Linked DNA regions of Mus musculus: regions 2 and 3 are each linked to region 1. A link is a contact called in public HiChIP or PLAC-seq and Micro-C data. All regions are on one chromosome and are shown on one strand. Each heading gives the region's core, a stretch centred on a gene start, on an enhancer-like site or on the middle of the called end of the contact. The rest is flanking DNA. Distances are from core to core; before and after follow the strand shown. Region 1 holds the start of 6430548M08Rik (RIKEN cDNA 6430548M08 gene). Region 2 overlaps Gm32968 (a long non-coding RNA gene). Region 3 has its middle 48 kb from the start of A330074K22Rik.

What was found. A called contact is a pair of places that touch in the nucleus more often than the background predicts. HiChIP or PLAC-seq counts read pairs in DNA pulled down with a chosen protein or histone mark.
Region 2: a Micro-C map of embryonic stem cells shows a contact between it and region 1, with 2.9 times the contacts expected there. The contact joins the enhancer-like site here to the promoter of 6430548M08Rik in region 1. A contact is called at or near these places in 1 of 39 promoter capture datasets (liver), 1 of 484 Hi-C or Micro-C datasets (embryonic stem cells) and 2 of 115 datasets of contacts at active chromatin or transcription factors (microglia and pancreatic cancer cells).
Region 3: a contact with region 1 is called in a FOXA1 HiChIP or PLAC-seq map of pancreatic cancer cells. The contact joins the enhancer-like site here to the promoter of 6430548M08Rik in region 1. A contact is called at or near these places in 1 of 39 promoter capture datasets (liver), 5 of 484 Hi-C or Micro-C datasets (the HL-1 cell line, the N1E-115 cell line, embryonic stem cells and 2 more), 2 of 115 datasets of contacts at active chromatin or transcription factors (embryonic stem cells and pancreatic cancer cells) and 2 of 9 other capture datasets (adipose tissue and pancreatic islet).

What each region holds. Positions count from the first base shown.
Region 1 is chr8:120,112,530-120,115,866 of GRCm38.p6, reverse strand. It overlaps 6430548M08Rik (RIKEN cDNA 6430548M08 gene), which reads right to left and starts at 1,715. Exons shown (of 13, transcript NM_172286.4): 1 at 1,550-1,715.
Region 2 is chr8:120,333,597-120,336,933 of GRCm38.p6, reverse strand. Gm32968 (a long non-coding RNA gene) reads right to left here. Exons shown (of 3, transcript XR_388103.3): 2 at 708-881. It also overlaps a transcript of Gse1 not described here. Among named protein-coding and RNA genes, the nearest start is that of Gm32968, 7.6 kb to the right of the region's middle. Within about 2 kb of position 1,848, at least 170 of the 459 cell types and tissues checked have an H3K27ac peak or open chromatin away from gene starts, as enhancers often do. A contact at or near this core is called in embryonic stem cells, where this site is marked.
Region 3 is chr8:120,275,001-120,278,337 of GRCm38.p6, reverse strand. It overlaps a transcript of Gse1 not described here. Among named protein-coding and RNA genes, the nearest start is that of A330074K22Rik, 48 kb to the right of the region's middle. Within about 2 kb of position 1,732, at least 278 of the 459 cell types and tissues checked have an H3K27ac peak or open chromatin away from gene starts, as enhancers often do. A contact at or near this core is called in the HL-1 cell line, the N1E-115 cell line, embryonic stem cells and 4 more, where this site is marked.

The DNA of each region.
Region 1 (3,337 bases), core at 466-2,965:
CTACCAAAGCAAGAGAACCGAGTGACAGGAGAAGTCATTCTCCTATTGTCATCCTGAAGTGGGGTGTCATTCAGCTTTCCATTCCTCTCTTTAGACGTGGTCTTGTTATACCGCCCAGGGTGACCTTGAACCCATGACACTCTTTTCTCCGCTTCTGGAGTACTAATAGTAAGTACAAGTCTATACCATTGCATCTGGCTTTTGAAATTTCATTTTTTAGTTGTTTTTATTGTTTAACTTTTTTGTATGCGTGTGACTAGGGGCTTGAGGAGGCGAGAAAAGAGCATCAGATTCTGTGAGGCTAGGGTTACAGGTGGCTGGGAGCCCCCTGAGGTGGGTGCTGGGAACTGAACTCTGGAGCTCTCAAAGATCAGAATATGCTCTCAAGGGCTGGCTGAACCGTCTCTTCAGCCCCTTGACGTTTCCTTTTAACTCGATGACTTTCCGCTTGTGAAAGGAAGACGAAGAAGGGAGAAAAGGAAAGAAAGCCGGGGTATTCACATGACTTGCCCACTCAATAGCTCTCTAGGGGCGCAGGGGGTTGGGAGGCTGTCCTCAGAGAAGCTCCCTCAGCGCCATTTGGGGTTATTCTAAAACCACTTACCTTGGAAGAAACAAACATTGCCATGAAGATAGAATGCATTTAGCATCTGCGGAGATAACTCACTTCAATTTCTTTAAGATTTGTGATGCGCGTATACTTGTGACATTCTCAAGAGATAGGAGTCCACTCCACATGAGCTGACACAGACCATCCAAAAGACAACCATCCCAAGAAACTTCTGGATTGCAACAGAGACTGAGCTAGCTCATCATCACCAACCAGAAATCACCAGTGTTTGAGGGGAAAAGAAAATCCCAGGTGTCAACTTTTTCCACGGAGCCCGTCAAAACAGCTTATCTGCCATCTTGGTCCTCAAAGGCCTAAACATCCCTACTTCTGACCACAGTGTGGAAAAGAGGGAAGGGATGCGGCTCACTAATGCCCGAGCCTCTTTGCCCTGTCTTGGGGTTCATGCTGTGTCGCTGTCCTGCTTTCAGGATTTGGGAGGGAGGCAGATCGAAGGGAATGAATCAGAACCTCAGCATCGGGTTACAGGCTGGATCCCAGCTGGGGCGAGGGTAGCCCGGCCTGCCAGCTGCCAGCTCACCTCTACCTCTGACTCACCACCGGGACAGCTCCACGTCGGGGGCCCAGCCCGTGCCAGCGCACCTGCGCCGGCAGAGCCGCGCTCCCGCTCACTCCGTAGGTCGCACCCGTGTGCGGCACTGGACTGGACCGCCGAGCCTGCTTCCTCCTCCCCTTGTCACCTTCCCACGTCTCATCAACCCTGCAACTCCGGGCGAGCGCAGACCCGTGCATGACTGGGTCCGAGTCTTCCCAAATCCTAGAAGCGGCCTCGGGGTCCGAGCCTTCCCAGCCCGCTCCGGCGCGGTCGTGGCCTCTGAGCAGCTCGCGGCCCTCCACTGAGACCAGCAGAATGACAGCCCTGCCCGCCGCACCGGCCGTCCAGCCGACCCGCCCACGCCGCCAGCGACCCCTCCTCACCGGTCCCGGCGCAGCCACGCCGCACAGCCCCTCGCGAGCGCAGCACCGCAGCCCGAGGCCCTCTCGCCGCGGCGGCCCGCGGGACCGGGCAGGGGGGCGGGCAGGACGCCGTCGGGTCTGCAGCTGCCGCGGATGCACCGCGCGACCAGCCGTGCCGGGTCCTTCTGAGGCGCGGCGGAGCGGGCTGTCAGTCAGCGGGAGCGCCCCGCCCCTTTAGGTGCACGTGACGCGCGAGCAGTCGGGCCCTTTGGATGTGTCGCGGAGAGAGTTGTCAGTCAACAGGGGGCGCCACGCCCAGTCCCACCCTCCTCCCCCGCGTGACGTACGAGTTCTCTGGAGCAAGCCGGGAGCCACGCCTCCAGAGCACCACGTGACTCGCGAGCTGTCACTTTTGCTGGGAGCGCCGGGCCTCGCTCAGCTCCTGTACGCAGGCGCGGGAGCGCCCCTTAGTCCCTGCGCCTCCCGACAGCCGCGCGGGTTCGCTCAGGAACAGAGTTCCAGCAGAGGATGACTAGGTCGCGGCGTTTTTGCGCGCAAAAGTGGTTTGGGAGAGGAAGGTGACCCTCGAGGCTGGTCTGGCCTGGGGTAGCAGAGTCCCAGCGTAGGTCCCGTGGACCCACACGCCTTTGAAGGCGCGAGTGGCCAGCTGAGTCCCGTTTGTCTTCCGAAAGGCGTGTCTTTAAGAGGCCAGTAGATTTGGCTCTTTTCATAAATAGGAGTAAGCACAACGTCCAGCCATTCAGCTTCTCCCACATCTCTTCAATAAAGAAATAACAAAGAGGCTGGGGGGTGGAGCTCAGGGGCGGGTCACTGCCTCTGAGTGGTCAAGGTCCTGACTCCCATGCCCAGCACCAGGGAGGAAAAGGAAAACTAAAGAAAACCAAGGCCGAACTTCTGGGATTTTTCTGAAGTCCTGAGGGTTAGGCAGGGGGCTGGAGTTCTGCCAATCAGGAAGATGATATAGATGGTGGTAACCGAGCACCTGCCCTTTGCTGACAACAGATGGGAAGATCTGTCCAACTAAGGCTTCTTGGGAAAGTTTAAGAGAGCCTTAGGAAAGGCTGGGAGCTAAAGTTCTTGGAAAGTTTAGGGACACGTGGCCACCCCAGGAGAAGGTCTCACACCTAGACGTCTGCGTGTGAGAACTTGGTGCCAGCTCTGGAGGGAAAGGGTGGGTGCTAGCCCTCATCCTTGTGTGGACACTAAGGACAGCTGCTCTGAACAGAGTCCAACAGACTATAGATAAGGCTCAGAAAAGTTGTAGAATGTGAGGGGACAGTGCCGGGGCTAAAGGAACCCTCCCCTGTTTCAGAGAAGGAAGATGGCACTAGGTACCAAGTTCTGTAACCCTGACCTCACCTAGACAGCTGTTGGGGAGCACTGAAGACAAATGTAGTCACTAAGGGATCCCATTCCATATTGAGGAACTCTACTTCTCCTCATGAGATTTAGTGGCATTTGCCCTGCCTTCTAATAGGCCTCTGACCTCCTCAGGAAGTTGGACAGAGGCAGATGACATGACATTTAAAAACGAGGAAGAACCTTCTGCAAGCCACAGACAAGTGAACTTGGTGTCAACCTAGGAAGTACTCAGGGTGGATGACTCAGATCATATCGGTGGCCCCTCTGAAAATGAAGCGCTGAGACACGAGACACAAGGAGCTAGATAATGAGGAGGCTGGGCTGTGTCTTGGTAGCTATGTTCTCCGGTGGTCAAGATGTTCCTCTGCAGGTAAACATCCTTGAATGTGCAGATAGGTTGTCCATTTTGTCAGAGACTAAGGTACC
Region 2 (3,337 bases), core at 599-3,098, 220 kb before region 1:
CTGAGTGTGAGTGAGGGGCTCCGAGTGTGTGTGAGGGGCTCTGAGTGTAGGTGAAGGGCTCCGAGTGTGTGTGAGGGGCTCTGAGTGTGGGTGAGGGGCTCTGAGTGTGGGTGAGGGGCTCTGAGTGTGGGTGAGGGGCTCTGAGTGTAGGTGAAGGGCTCCGAGTGTGTGTGAGGGGCTCTGAGTGTGGGTGAGGGGCTCTGAGTGTGGGTGAGGGGCTCTGAGTGTGGGTGAGGGGCTCTGAGTGTCAGTGAGGGGCTCCAAGTATGGGTGAGAGGCTCCAAGTGTGGGTGAGGGCTCCGAGTGTGGGTGAGGGACTCTGAATGTGAAAAGGAGCCCCGAGGATGTGGGGGGTTCTGAGGTGGGGTGCAGGGTTCACAGGTGGAGGGCAGGACTTTTGCCAGAAGCAACTAGGTAGCTTTCCAAGATACTTGCTGCCCATGGCTGCTGTAATAAATGACCCCAAATCTAGAGGCTCAGAAACATACCAGACCTCTTTCTGACTGGATCTTAGGGGCTGAAATCTCAGGCTTGGCAGGGCTGGCCTCCCCACTGCCCGGGGGGTCACCTGCTTTATCGTCTTGGCTTCCAGAGAGGATTGTCCCCAGTGGCTGCCTCTCCCACCCCACAAGTCCATTATCACAGATCTGAAGTTCCATTCTATGCCTGCCGCCTCCCCTTTGTCTCCACCCCTCCCCCCACCTCACCAGCCCAGTGTAATCTTGTGGGCCATCTGCACACTGTCCTTCTCGCGGCCCTGGGGATCCGGACATGGATACGGGGGGGCCCTGCCCGACCTCACACAGATGGCCTTTGGACATCGTATGTAACCCACAATCACTGTCACCGGGAAGGACACATGGGTCCCAAAAGCCAACAGCCTGGGGAGAGATGGAGAAAGCAGGGGCTTCTATATCTTCAGCCTCCAGAGAGGGAGGGTCTCCCTCCCACCTCCTACCCCCTCTGCCCCAGCCTCCTGCCCTCTGTCCCCAAACGTCACTCTTCCCTCCTCCTTGCTGGGCATTCCCCAGAGTTACTGTTTTAATAAGCTCCTTGCCCTCTAATTAGCAGGTGCGGCTCTGTAAGGAAGCGCCTGGTGTTTACCTAGCACGGAGCCTTTAATAACTGCAGCCCGGCGGGCTGGCTCCCTAATCCCCTCTGCAGGCGGGCTAATGAGCCTGGCACCGCCAGCCACTCCTGCCTCACCAGGCTAGCAGTGCCCCCAGGGCTTCTTACTGAGCCCCGCCAGGACCCTGGAGCCCACAGACTCCAGGCCTGGGTCAAGCGTGATACCTCGCTCCAGACTGATGGCACTGCCAGGTCCGTGTTAGGGGAAATGAAACCTCCTTAGCGGGTGGGGCTGGCCAATCTCAGAGCTGGCAACATCTCCATACTTAAGGGAGGGCTGTCCCTCGGGACTCAGGCAGGGGGCAGAGGCCACTAAAACATGCAATACTCAGGGGCTGCAGACCAGAGGGCACAAGCTAATTCTACAGCCTGGAACAACCGTTCCTCCCCCCCACAAGCTGGGGGTGGCAACAGCTAGGAGCACTGGGCAGTCTGGGGCAGAACTCATCCAATCAGCTACAGGAGGTCCCCGGAGGGAGCTGTTGACTCCAACAAGGGACAGCTACCACAGGGCAGCTTTCAGGTCTCAAGCTCCCCTCCTCCCAGACACAGCAGGACCCAGAGAGGAAAAAAAAGGCACTCTGTGGCAGAATATTCTAGAACAAGATGTGTGTGGGTTTTTTTTTTTTTTTCCTTTTAAATAAATGGATGTGCCTTGGGGCTGCTTGGGAGGCAGAGGCCCCGCCCACCCATTTGGAGGCGTTGAATAGCTTGAAAGGCCCTTGGAGTGCGGAGGCAAGAGAGAAAGGCCTCCTCTCAGCTTCCTTTGTGGGAAAGCCTCCTCTGGCCCCTGCTGGGCCTTTATCTGACTCGGCTGGTTCTTCCTGCAGTGGGGGTACCTCAGGAAGGTGGGTGGAGGGGAGGCCTCCCTTCCTGCAATCCTCCCCCTCCCTCTTCCCTCCGCTAGCCTCTCTCTCCCTTCCCAGGCCACAAGGTTCCCCAGGCCTTCCCCTTCCTGGGCAAGAGCATTCTAGTGCCTCCTGCTCAGGCAAGCAAAGACCCTGGCCACTGGACACCCTTCAGCTAAGAGCAGTCAAGCACAAACTAAGAGTCAGTTTTTTGCTGAGAGTCACCCTGTGCAGTCATCATAAAAGGGAGACCGAAAATCTGGGGATCCCTCTAATCACAGCCACTGGACCCAAGTGTGGCCAGTGACCCCAGCTAGGTGACAACAAACAACTGGGCACCTTCTCAGGATGCCATCCTTCCTCAACGTCAACCCAGAGGGTGAGTGAGTGACCCACATTCTGTAAATTCGTAGAATGACAGGAAGAATGGCCAGGATCAGAGAACCTGCACCTAGCCATCCAACCTTGACCCCTGGGCTCACAGGGAAAGAACAAAGGAAATGTGAGCCAGACCAAGCTAGTCAGAATCCTGTCCCATCTGGGTGGGTGTGGTGGCGCATGCCTTTAGTCCCAGCACTTGGGAGGCAGAGGCAGGCAGATTTCTGAGTTTGAGGCCAGTCTGGTCTACAAAGTGAGTTCCAGGACAGCCAGGGCTATACAGAGAAACCCTGTCTTGAAACCCCACCACCACAAAAAAAAAAAAAAAAAAAAAAGAAAAGAAAAAGAAAAAAAGAAAAAAAAGAAATTCCCGTCCCGTGTACCCTTCCAGAACTTTCTAGGGCAATGGCACAGACGGCACAGTGTCTGGAAGAGGAAGGGGCTAATGTTGTGACTTCTGTATCTGGCTCTTGACTGTGATGACTTTGGTTCTGGGGCTCCACAAACCAGGAACCCCAACTGCCTAGAGGGAGGAGGCAGGAAGAGTAAACCAGACCCACAAGCCATAGAACAAGTTGGCAAGAGGCCCCACCATGTTGCTAGCCACTCTGCCATCTTGGAAGCGGTTCTTCCAGCCCCAGGCAGAGGCCTCCACAGGTGGTCCCACCTAGCCTCACCCACCCCACCCACCCCACTGCAGGTCTGTGAACAATGGAGCATGGGCTGTTCTGTGGTCGGCAGCACATAGGAGGCTGGAGGCAAGATGGCCAGGCAAGATCAGCTTCAGATGACTGGACCCCCCACAGTATCTGGGTGCCACGCCCTTATTCAGTTCTAGAAGTGACCTCCATTGCATGCACAGGGCGACCAAGAAACAGAGATGCTAGATCACTTGCTGGAGGTTCCTGCCTCTCCCCAGTAGGAATGATAGGCCAATGGCAGCCATTTGCCACATAAGCTGGGACAGTCTTGATTTCTAGGAC
Region 3 (3,337 bases), core at 483-2,982, 160 kb before region 1:
CCAAATTCGGAGACATCGGCGTGTGGACGGCGTGTGGAGGGTGGGTGTCTGCTGAACAGCAACCCCTGCTTGGATGCCTGCCTGGGTGGGAGGCGGAACATTCTGGAAGAAAAACAAACAACGGTTGGGGGTGGGAGGAAGCAGGCAGCAGATGCTGGCGGGAGGCCTTGAGAGGGAGGGCACAGCAAGCTAGTGTCCCCTGGCCCCCGACCTGGCAAGGAACGCTCCGGGGCTTAATTCTACCACCTATCCCATCTTTCCTCGGCCAGATGGTCACAACCAGTTCTCTAAGGTCCGCCCAGGAAAAGAACTCTGGCCCTTAGACTATGTAGTGGATCTACCCATGCCTTTGAGTAACTAGCAGGAGCTCCTACCCACAAGGCACTTGGGTTGGAGAAGTGGACAGACCACTGACCCCCATTCTTGATTTCCTCAATTGTGATGGCTCCCCGGTACTTCAAACATAACACTCCTGCCCTTACAGGCGAGCATTTGAACAACTTAGTGTTCTTTCCCAACTCCCTTCCTAGGAGTCCAGCCTCATCCACCCTCCAGCCTCAGAGGCAGCCCTACAGTGTGCAGCGGGCCGCACCAGCTTCGCTATTCCTCGACTTGGAACCAGGTCTTCTGCCCCCTCTTCCCAGGGCCTAGTGACTGCTCTTTCAAGCTGTCTCCAGAAAAGTCTGTCAGGAGGAGGGAAGAGACACTTCAGGATCCCCAAGGAGTAGGGGACTCTCAGTATTCCAGATCTCAGTACTGCATAGTTAAAGTTACAGGGTAGTCGCTCCCTTGGGGTCTCAAGGCTCAAAGAGCCTGAACTCTCCTCAGCAAATCTTCTCCCGAACCTTCAAGTATTCCGCTGTCCCACCCCAAAGTTTTGGCTTCCACAAGTGGTTCTGGTGACTAAGCGCTGTGGGGCTCCCTGACCCAGGTCTGGGTACTCGTGGGATCTCTGATCTGAAACACTGTAGCTGTCTTGCTCGCTCGTCTTGCCTGGCCCAAAGCCCTGGCCTCCACACGTGGCTGTGAGCGCCCCCTGTGCAGCTTGTAAGCTGCACTCGGTTCTCACCCAACCAGTGACGCTTCAAGACCCTGGGAGGTAAGATCACAGAACCAGGTCACACAGCTAGGAAGGGACAGGGTCTGGGCTCAGTGAGCTCACAGGGCCAAGTCATAAAGCTAGGAAGGAACAGGGTCTGGTCCAGGAACACAGATGGTGGCCTCCAGAGTCCCAGGAGCAGTTGGTGGGTGTGGGTCACGCTTCTTCCTTTCTTCATCATTGCTCCGCCCTGGGCCAGAACATGTCCTCAAAGAGCCACGCATAGGATATGCGGGTGACAACAAGCCACGGATCAGGCACTGTCTCCCTCTCAAGCCTCAGTTTCCCCACTATCTGCTACGGGGTTCGCGGGGGTGGGGGAGTCTCGCAACATCCAGGGAGAGTAGCCCTCTTACAGGCCCAGCCCCTGGCAGGCCCCAGGCCAGGAGGAGCCGGGAGGGGCCGGGAAATCCGGGGGCCGCGGCCCGGGCCGGCGCCGGAGGGGGCGCCGGCGGCCCCAGATGCTGCCAGCATTCCTGGAAGGTAGCGCCAGGCCAGCGCCGCCAGATGTGCCTCACAAGCAGCTGCCCCGCGCTAATAAGGTCAGCGCCTGGCTCCAGCAAGCCGCGCACCGGCGGCGCCTCAACGCCTGGCACCGCGCTGGGGAAGAGGCGTGGTCGGGGCGTGGTCTGGGAGAGGGCCAGGGGGCTGCCCACGCCCAGAACCGCACCCCACGGCCTTGGCCTTGGCTGCTGTGGGACCACGCCCCTCCTCTCTCAAGACCACGCCCTTTGCAATCTGGAGGGCGGGGTGGGCCGATGAAGACTGTTTTATTGGATGTTTCCTGGCCTGGGGAGGTGGGGGTGTCCCTGTTCTTCCAGCAGAGCCAGCTGCGAGCAGAGGCCCCATCCTGTCCCCACCTCTCCTTGCACGCCCCCTTCCAGAGGTATGCGGTTACCTCTTGGGGACCTGGGGTGCATGGGGCCAGCTGGGTCCATGTCCGAGGTCTGTCTAGGTCCCCCGCAAGGCACACGGGCAACCCCCCACTTCCCCTAGATAAAGGCTGCAGCCGCCTTTGTTTCTCTGGTGTAACCGAGCCAGATGCCTCTAATCCCCCAGCTGGACCAGATTTGCAGTGGCTCTGGGGCCTCCCCGGTCCAGACGCCAGGCTCCAGGCCTCCGAGGCAGCTGCGAAGGGGGGCGGGGCTGGCATCTTCAGCCTCTCCCATCCCCTCTCAGGGTCAAGGGCAAGCGGAGCCAACAGCTTAGGGGTCATGCTTCATTGCTGGCCCGGCCCCAGGATTCTGTAAAGGAGGAACATTCAGGGCGCTAGGCCCAGGCCTCAGTTTCCCCGGTCGCTATCATGCAGTTTCCAGTCCTTCCTGTACAAGCTACAGAACAGTTCCGATAGTGACGGCACAGACACCCACATTTCTAAACTTCCCAGGAAGCTGAGAGCCCCCACCCCACGGCTGCTGGTGCCTGGGCATGGGAGGGGCTCAGAGAGGTCCCTACACTGGTAAGAAAGGATCATTCTGGGGAGAGACCAGAGAGGTTTGGTGACTTGCCTAAGACCACAAAGCAAACAAGAGCAGGGAGTAAGAACACCTGAGGGCAAACACAGGCGGAAAGACAGCCGGTGAGCACCCTCCTGAACACAAGGGGTTCTTGCAAGTGCAGCTGGAAGCCACCACCATCAGGCCCCCTCCACCAAGGTGAAAGGCGGATGCTCTGGCCCTGGTCTGGCTACTATTCTATTAGTCAAGGGGTGAAGGGATCTAGACGCAGTGTTTATCAGTCCCTAGGATGGGGCTGGCTATGGACAGTTATGTTGGAGAGGTCACCTTCCAGGCCACACCTGTGGTCCCAGCCATGCGTGGAGGGGAGAGGAGGGGAGGGGAGGAGAAGCCTGGAGTGTCCCGGGTCTCCCCAGCCCTTCACCTGGCCTCCTCTGCCAGGAGCCAGGCAGACGCCAAGTACAGAACCTGCCAGGAGTGTCTGATGCAGGTGGGCCTCTTTCCAAGGCCATTCATTATCCCAAGTCCCTGTCAGTCTGTCTGCTCCCACCACTTCTATCCCAGACCACAAGAGTCATTGCCACCACCACATGGACACCTCCCACATGCACTCCCCACAGACACACACCCCTACAACCACACCCTCCACAGACATATTCCCCTACAACCACACCCCCCACATGCACACACCCCTACAACACCCCACAGAGGCACACACATTCCTGCAACCACATCCCACACACACGCACCCCCCACAACCACACCTCACACACATGCACAA